2 separate regions of the Sus scrofa genome follow, and region 1 is linked to region 2. Evidence: chromatin contacts called from public targeted proximity ligation data. All regions are on one chromosome and are shown on one strand. The core of a region is the stretch at or near the end of the contact, and the rest is flanking DNA. Distances in the headings are between cores, read along the strand shown. Region 1 holds the start of LOC100524554 (cytochrome c oxidase assembly factor 5). Region 2 holds the start of KIAA1211L.

Evidence for each region.
Region 1: a contact with region 2 is called in a targeted proximity ligation map of alveolar macrophages. A contact is called at or near these places in 2 of 2 datasets of targeted methods (alveolar macrophages and skeletal muscle).

The regions. Positions count from the first base shown.
Region 1 is chr3:55,675,751-55,680,244 of Sscrofa11.1, forward strand. It overlaps LOC100524554 (cytochrome c oxidase assembly factor 5), which reads left to right and starts at 1,292. Exons shown (of 3, transcript XM_005655200.3): 1 at 1,292-1,510. The coding sequence starts at 1,412. It overlaps UNC50 (protein unc-50 homolog), which reads right to left and starts at 1,245. Exons shown (of 7, transcript XM_013987864.2): 1 at 1,097-1,245; 2 at 1-64. The coding sequence starts at 60.
Region 2 is chr3:55,348,254-55,352,320 of Sscrofa11.1, forward strand. It overlaps KIAA1211L, which reads left to right and starts at 2,237. Exons shown (of 12, transcript XM_021087220.1): 1 at 2,237-2,516; 2 at 3,228-3,495.

The DNA of each region.
Region 1 (4,494 bases), core at 42-2,541, 330 kb after region 2:
CCTGGAATTCAGTGCTCCATTCCCCTGGGATAGGGAATTCACTGAAGTACTTGGTAACATCTTCCTAGATGGAAGAGAAAAAACTCTTTTACAAGTTATCCGAAGGAATGGCTGGCTAGCACCCCTCTTCTGAATTATTTAGGTGGGAGATCACTTTACATTTGGGCTCGGATCCTTAAGAAGAGGGCTTAAAAGGGGATGCAGGTGGTTTTGAGGCCGGTTTGGGGGCTGGAGAACTGATTACACTTCAGGCAAGGGCTGCCCCACGCCCTTCTGAACTGTTACACGGTCCATCCATTCCCCACACTTCGCTTCCCTAGATCCTCAACCACGGTCCCAGCGAGCTACTGCTGAGAGCGACAACGGAGGCGCTGGAGGATGAAGTGACCCTCTTAAGAGCAGAGCTAGTGTTGGAAACAAACTTCCAACTCACGTACTCTGGCTCAAAATTCCACCCTTCAATTTTTGCTCTTAACCAACTAAGGCTTTTAGGGGAAAGCCTTTGCTTAAGCCAAACAGAAACCATGTTATGGACGAGGTAAAATAAATGCCCTATCAGACAGGTCCATCAGTGTATAACCAGCACGTAATTCATTCCCTAGAATGTGATGTCAAAACAAACCAAAACTCCAAAGTAAGTGGTTTAGGTGGGGAATGACAGCGTGGGAGTCCAGCCCCCACGCTCCGTGCCAGCAGCTCAGTGCCCAGTTTCACGCCCCAGGCCACCGGGACGCCAGCAGCGCCTTCCAGGCCCAGCTGCTTCCCGCTGACCCGGGCCGCGGATAGAACGGCCAGATTAAGCATAAAAACACTGGGCGCCCAGTTACATCTGGATTTCAAATACAGGAGTAATTTTTAGTATAAGCAGGTCCCAAACACTACGTGGCACATACGCATAGCAAAACATTACTGAATTATCTGAAATTCAACTGTAACTGGCCTCCTTGATTTTGCCTGGCAGTCCTACCACAGGCCGAGCAGCCGGACCTGGGCGCGGTCACTCTAGGGCCAGGTGACCCAGGGCAGTGAGACGGCAGAGGAAAAGGCCCGGGGCGAGCCCAAGACGTGCGCGGAACCGACGATCGGCAGGTCTCACCTAGAGCCCCGCGGCGACCTCCACCCGCTCCAAACTGACCCAGCACATCCGCGCAGCAGCCGAGCTCAGCAGCCGCTGGACCAACTTCCCTTTCAGCAACGTCGGCGACGCTGGAGGCGCACCACGTCACGTGACCCAGTTTCGCCGCGCGTGCGCAAGCGCGGCCTCTGGGTCTCGCCCTCCAAAGCGCGCTCGCCGGAAGTGGTTGCTGCCGGCTTCCGGTTCCGCCCTGTGCGGGGTCGCTGGCGTCTTACCGTGTCGGGCTCGGTTGCAGACTCGTGTGTGTCCCGGCCGCGGCGGGCGGGAGGCGCGGTCATGCCTCGGTATTACGAGGACAAGCCGGAGGGCGGCGCGTGCGCGGGCGTGAAGGAGGACCTGGGCGCGTGTCTGTTGCAGTCGGACTGCGTGCTCCAGGTAGCGCGGCCGGGGGCTCGGGGTGACCGAAGCCCGAAGCGGGAGGCGGGGCCGGCGAAGGGCCCCGCTCAGGCCGCTGGCGGTTAAAAGACGTGCCTCTGAGTTCTCCGACCTGGGTATTGAGCGCCGCAACAACTTAATGAATTTGGGCAAATCCGCTGTCTAAGCCTCACTTTCCAACGGTGTGAAATTGGAGATAAAGATACCTCCCTATTGGTTTTTGTAAAAGGGAAACCGTTTCAGTTGCGAAAATAGGCATTGAATGCTGCCACTCTGCTAGGTTTTGGAGGCATGAAGGAGAATAGACAGGTTTCCTATTCAACTGATAAGAATCAGTAAGTTAGAGCTTGGCACACTGTGTTGGCTAGTAGCTTCGTTTTTCTCTGTTCAGTTGTGGCTGAAAAGATACTATGTTTTGCCTTGTGTTGGTTAGAATTTGTTGTTGAGCTGGAGTTCCGTGCACTCCTGGGTAAGTTGTAAGCGCCTTTTCTCCACTTTGTATCTTAGAGCTCCCCCTACTGCTGGTTTTGTGCGGTAATGGAAGGTTATTCTCAGGTTTTTCCGTCACTACAGCCACAGCTCTTCTCAGGAGCCAATTTGAATGCAGTGGGTTTCAGAGCTGACGGGGGAGCTGGGTTCTGGCCTGAAAACCAATTAAAGCACAAAAACATTTTCCAATTAAAACAGCCTGGTGAGAGGGTAGTCAGTAATTATTTTTGCATTTGGAGATATGATTTCAGAAAGTTGCCCTCGGAGTTCCCATTGTGGCTCAGCGGGTAACAAACCCGACAAGTATCCTTGAGGCTCGGGTTCCATCCCTGGCCTTGCTCATTGGGTTAGGTATCCGGCGTTGCTCTGAGCTGTGGTGTTGGTCCCGGACTCGCCTCGGATCCTGTGTGGCTCTTGATTCGACTCCTACCCTGGGAACTTAAGTGTGCCACTCGTGGGGCCCTTAAAAAAAAAAAGAAGAAGAAAAAGGTTGCCCTTATTTCAAAGAAAAAAATAACTACCCCCAGAGGTTATATCAGGTGTTTCTACTGATTTCTGCTTTACGTTTGGTTCCCTGATTGGGGCGGTTGGCCAGACTGGCCTCCCGGTGTCTGGTAAAACTTCAGAGCAGATATGAATGTAAGAGATTATCTGTACAACTTGGTCATTCAGCTGAGGAGACTGAGGTGCCCTGTCCCCGGCTGTTTCCTTCCTGCTGCTTCATTGGTGCATGTATTCAGGCAGCTCCTAGTAAATACCTACTAAGTGGCAGCAATTATACCAGGCACAGGTGATGCAGAGATGAATTAGTTACAATCACTACCTGCATCGGCTTGGTCTGATGGGAAGAACAGATGTGTAAGGGGCTAACTTCCTGTGATAAGGGTAATGTAAGCAATTAGGAAATCTTGTTTAATGGGTAGGGGAGGAAAATGCCTTGGGCACCCAATGGAGAGCAACTTACTTGGAATTTGGAAACTTGTCACGGATGAGGTGATATTTGATCTGAGCCTTAAAGATTGAGTAGTGGTTTATTAAGTAAAGGAGTGGGGGCTGTGGAGGTTGTGGGGAGAATCTGAGAGAACAGCATTGCAGAAACAGGGAGGTGTGGGGGCGCTATGGGGAGCTGGCGCCATGCTGGCCTGTAGCCTGGGCAACGTGACCTGAGGCTTGAGTGGAAGGTCACCATGTGTGAAGGCTCTTGTGTGTCAGAGTGAGGAGCTCGGGCACAGAGCAGGACTGAGGAAGGAAACTCTGGAAGTGGCAGAGGAATACTGGTGGCTAGGAGAATAGGAAGTTGGTTTTTTGCCGTGACTGGTTGATTTAGCAAACATTTGAGTGACAAGTCTAATTCAGAGGGCACACAGCTGAATGGGACACATTTGCCTCTATGTAGTAATGGGATCTCTGGGAAGCTTGAAAGCTGTAGGCAGAGATAAGGACCAGGACACATGGCACAGACATTACTTTCCCCCATTGAGTGTGTGGCCTTTTTGTTGCTGAATTGGGTTGACTAGGAGAATGTGATGTTTAAAACAGTCTCTTAAATGGAAATGCATTTATAGTTTGTTAAATTCATCCTGAATGGTCACTTCAGCTGGACTATAAAAGGGCAATACTGAGGCAGTTCTTGTTATGCAAATCCAGGTTGATAGCCTGCCTTCTTGGATGGTGTCACTGGCAGCTCCAGCCCAGCACTTCCTACTAAGGATACATGACCAAGGGAGGTTCTGCTGAGGTTTGTGCCTGCTCTTGTATGGCCACCTAATTTATGATACATACGGTTTTTCGATTCTTCAGCTCCCTGAATAAAGAATTACTGTGATCTCTCGGCAGATGATACCAAAGTCTCTCCTGGACAGTCTATCCCACCTGAAAAGCTGCTGGACCATGTGTTAGGGAGGAATTCAATATAAACTGTTTAGTTCGAGGGCTGCAGTGAGAGATAGTCAAGGAAATAAAGGGGCTCAGAGAAACTCAGGGTAATGGTGATAGGGATGTAAACTCCAGTGGGGCTGGAGAAGAGAAGCAAGGAAAAAGCAGGTTCAAAAGGCATCTCTTGGAAAAACGTCTTTGATCTCACAGGATTTTATGACTCCTGGGAGATCAAACAAGTTAAACTATGCCCAAGGAACTCAGTTACAAGTTAACTCCTTTCTGTCTCCATTAACAGCTTCCAGACCTTTGGCTTTTCATCACAATCACCTGTAGATGGGGGTGGAGCACTTAAAAGTACAAATTCCTGGAGTTCCCATTGTGGCTCAGCGGTAACAACCCAACTGGTGTCCATGAGGATTCAGGTTCGATCTCTGGCCATGCTCAGTGGGTTGAGGATCTGGTGTTGCTGTGAGCTGTGGTGTATGTCACACGGCTCAGATTCTGTGTTACTAAGGCTGTGGTGTAGGCCAGCAGCTACAGCTCTGATTAGACCCCTAGCCTGGGAACTTCCATATGCCATGGGTGCAGTCCTAAAAAAAATACAAATTCCAACTATT
Region 2 (4,067 bases), core at 987-3,486:
GGACTTTCCTGGGGACCTGACTGGGTTAGTGAGCCTGGTGCCTATGGGGACCCTCTTCACCCCATCGATGACAGCCCTCTAATCTGACTAGATGACTGTTCGGGAGAGTGGAGACTAGACTTAAATACTCTTGTTTTCTGACATCGCAGAGGCTGCTGCTTCCCGAGTGTGGGAAGGGGCAATTCTCCTTCCTTTTCTAAGCTGAAAGGCGTTTTCAGTTTGCAGAAGTGGATGCCATTCGTAGAAAAGCAGCCTGTTCAGCACAGGGAGTGCAGCTTGTGGGTTCAAACCCTGGCTCTGCCCACTTCTTCCTGCCAGATCTTGGGCCCCTCGTTCCTCTATAACAGGGAGAAAAGAGCAGAGCCTTGAGTGTAAAATGGGATAATAGGGGAGTTCCAGTCGTGGCGCAGTGGTTAACGAATCTGACTAGGAATCATGAGGTTGCAGGTTCAATGCCTGGCCTTGCTCAGTGGGTTAAGGATCTGGCGTTGCCGTGAGCTGTGGTGTAGGTCAAGGACTTGGCTTGGATCCCATGTTGCTATGGCTCTGGTGTAGGCCAGCGGCTGCACCTCTGATTGGACCCCTAGCCTGGGAACCTCCATATGCTTTGGGAGTGGCCCTAAAAAGTGCAAAAAGACAAAATAAAAAAAAAATAAAAATAAAAAAAATAAATAAAATGAGATAATAGCAGGTCTTCGTCTCAGGGCTCTCCTGGGGACTGAGTGTTTAAATGAGTGAGAAATTGTAGATGGCTTAGAACATCCCCTGGAGGTGGATAAAAACGTGTTCCCAGATGAGGTACAATACGTTTAGAGGCAGCACAGCCTTCTTTGCCTAATCTGTGAGGTTCTCCTTCCCTGGGAGGAAGTGGTCAAATTTGGCTAAGAGATTTTCTAGAGTTTGGGAAAAAAAAAAAAATAATAACCCTGTGCTCTGAGCTTTATAGTTGTCTGCATAGGTTTTCAGAAACTCTGCATGGAGGCTGTTTCCTTGGAACTTCTGGCAAAACTTTACTGACAGCCTTTTCTCAACCCAGCTTCATGGTTTCATCCAAGAAGCATTAAGGAGGGAAAAATCTCCCCTGAAGACCACAGGGCAGGACCCTGGGGGTGGGTGGGTGGGGTGCAGGGCATTCTTTCTTTCTATGCTTTTAAAGCACAAAGGTGCTGGCTCTACTGGTTGCCAGATAATTTCCCGTTTTCCTGGCCTATTCACCACTTTCTATTCTGGGTGTTGACACCATGTTCTTTCTTAACTAATCACCAAGAACTTCAGAAAGTTCCTCTCAAAGCCTCCTAAGAATCTCAAAAGCCACCCGCAGCACATGCAAACAAAGCCAGAACTTGAAGATATTCTGGCAACAAATGAACTCCGTAGGTAGAAAGGTGATTTATGGAGTCAATAAACATTTACCAGCTACAACAAAAAATAAATGTGATTTTGAACAGTGAGGAGCAGAGGCTCAAGGTGGGAGAGGAGAGAAGGGGTGTGTAGGTTCGTTTGGAGTTGTTCAGTTTAGTTCGAGGATTCTGAAAAAAGCAAACACCCTCACCCCCCAACAGAGACATTGTCTGATTGTCATGAGTCACCTGTCCATTGTGAGCACAAGTTACTAACTTGGGGTCTATTGGTTGATTCACAATATATTTCTGTTCCTTTCACAAAGGGAATTTAAAGCACTTAAGGGCAAAAGCGGCTTTTAAGAGGATGGCTTGTAGCAGAGGGCTTAAACACACACACACAAAATTTTTAAAGTAAACTTGTCTTTATATGCTCAAGTAAATGAGATGTCTTTAGCTTCTTTTCCCTGCCTCTGATTCTTCTATTTGGGATTCTGATCGCGTTTAAAGCCAGAGGTGGAGAGAGCCCCTTCTAGCGTTCTGCCCTGCTCTGCGGCGGGTAGCGGTACAAACCCGGGCTTCTCCAGTCCCGTGTCCCCAGGGAAAAATCCCCAGACCCACAACCTCAGGATGCGGCACAGACTTGGGGGTGGGGCGACACATAACAGCTCGGACATTCCTGGTGATTCAGATGTCAGGTGTCACTGAAATGTCACTCTGGGACTCTAGCATGAGCTCTTCTAGCCGGCGTGAGGATTTCTTTAGAGTCAGCTGTAACGGCCCCGGTTCCCTGCGGGTCACAGTTCACATGCATCTCCCCCACCCCCCTGCCGGGAAAGTTCGCGGCTCTGGAGGCACGTGCTTGGGACGGGCTGTTCCTGCCACAGGAGGCCAGCATGTTTCCTAAGACGCTCTCCTGTCACGGGCCAGCCCGTCTCCACAGGAAAGAAAGGGGAGCCCGCGAGGCTGAGAAATCGTCAGCAGCCTTTCTTCCCACACTTGCAGTGTCACAACAATGATTCACCCCAAGACAGGGCGGCAGCTTCCCTAATTAGCCCGGAGACGCTCCGGACCCACACGGTTATTTAAAAAAACCAGCAAACTTTTACTTTTATTCAAATGCACAATTCCCACCCGTGGGCAACCGGCTCTTCGAGGAGGATGCGGAGCCCCCAGGTAATGCCGAGGCGAAGGCTGGAGTCGCGGCCGCATCCGCAACCCGGCGAGGGCGCCTTGTCCTCTGGGCCAAAGAGGTCCCCGACGCCCCGCGGCCCCGACAGCGCCGCCGCCCGCCTTCCGCCCGGCGCCGCCCCCGTGAGCTCGCGGCCGACTCAGCGGGGCGGCGGGAGCGGCGCGCCGCTGGGGAGGGAGGTGCGCGCGGCGGGCGAGCGAACCGAGCGGCGTCCGCCCCCGCCGCGCCGGGAGCAGCCGAGCCGAGCCGAGCCGGCGCGCCCGGGCCGGGGAGCGCGCGCCGAGGCCGGGCGAGGGCCGGCGCCCGAGGGTCGTGCCCGCGCCTGCGCCCGCGCCCGCGCCCGGCTCTCGGGCCCGGACCCCGCGGCTGCGAGGCCGGGCGGCCACCTGCTGCGTCCTGTGCCGGCCAGGCGTCCGCGCGGCGTCGGGCGGGGGCCGGAGCCCCGTCGCCCCCACCCCGCCGACCGAGCCTCGGGCGCTTGGCGGAGCCCGCCGCGCTCCCGTGCAGGTACCGGGCCGGGGTTGGTTGCGAGGGCGGGGAACGGGGGGCATCGAGGGGAGACCGGTGGCGCGGGGATCCAGGTGGGAGCGGCGCCGGGCAGGCCGGCCAGGTGTGTTGGGTCGCCGAGGGCGGGGCGCTGTCGCCAGGTGCTCCTCGGCCCGTGGACGCGACGTCCTTCCCCGGCCGCCTTTCAGGGCAGCTCGGACCCGGGACCCAGACCAGCCGGCTGCGCTCGCACCAGTGGCTGAAGTTTCCCTTTGCTCACTTTGCCGGACTCAACTTTGCGTCGCAAGGTGAAGCCTCGCCATTGATCTTGATCGCGTTCGGAAACGAGGAGAGGGGGAGACCTTCTGCCGGGTTGAAGTTGGCAGTAGACAAAGTGTGCCTTCTAAAGTCGCTAAGGGCCACGGCCGGCACGAGAAAATAGTGGACAGAGTCATTAACCGTTCCCTTCTGCTTCAGGTAATGGTTTATTTCTTATTCAGTTTTGAGGCTTTGATTACAAGCCACCAGTGAGAGAGTCGGGGTGGATCTAAGAAATGTTCAAATTCTTAGTCAGCACATATTTTGTTCAACAGGCAGGGCTTTAATACGAGGCGACAAGTGATCAGAGCTTAAGCGGTTACTCCAGTGTGGTAGTTACCGCCTAAGCTTTGGCTTTTGAAATGCAAAGTGAAAAGGAATGCCATCGTTTGGATTGCACTGGCGTAGGTAGTACAGGCGGCACAGGCGGCAGCTGGCTTCGTGTCACTGCTAAATACTTAAGTTTGAGCCAGAAATCCGTCAAGTGGGAGACAAGCTGCTGTGTGATCCTTGTAGAGCCCACCCTGCACCTTCCCAAACTGATATCTTAAAATATCCTGCTCCCTTATTCAAGTCTGCACGCTTCCCTCATTTACATAACAGGCGCACGTGACCCCGGAATAGAATCTGTTTAGACTCCACCTGGAGTGATGGAGCATCATGGTCACACCTTAGGGCCCTTTGAGGTCAGAACATTGCAAGGAAGAAACATATCTAGAGGCAGTAGTGTG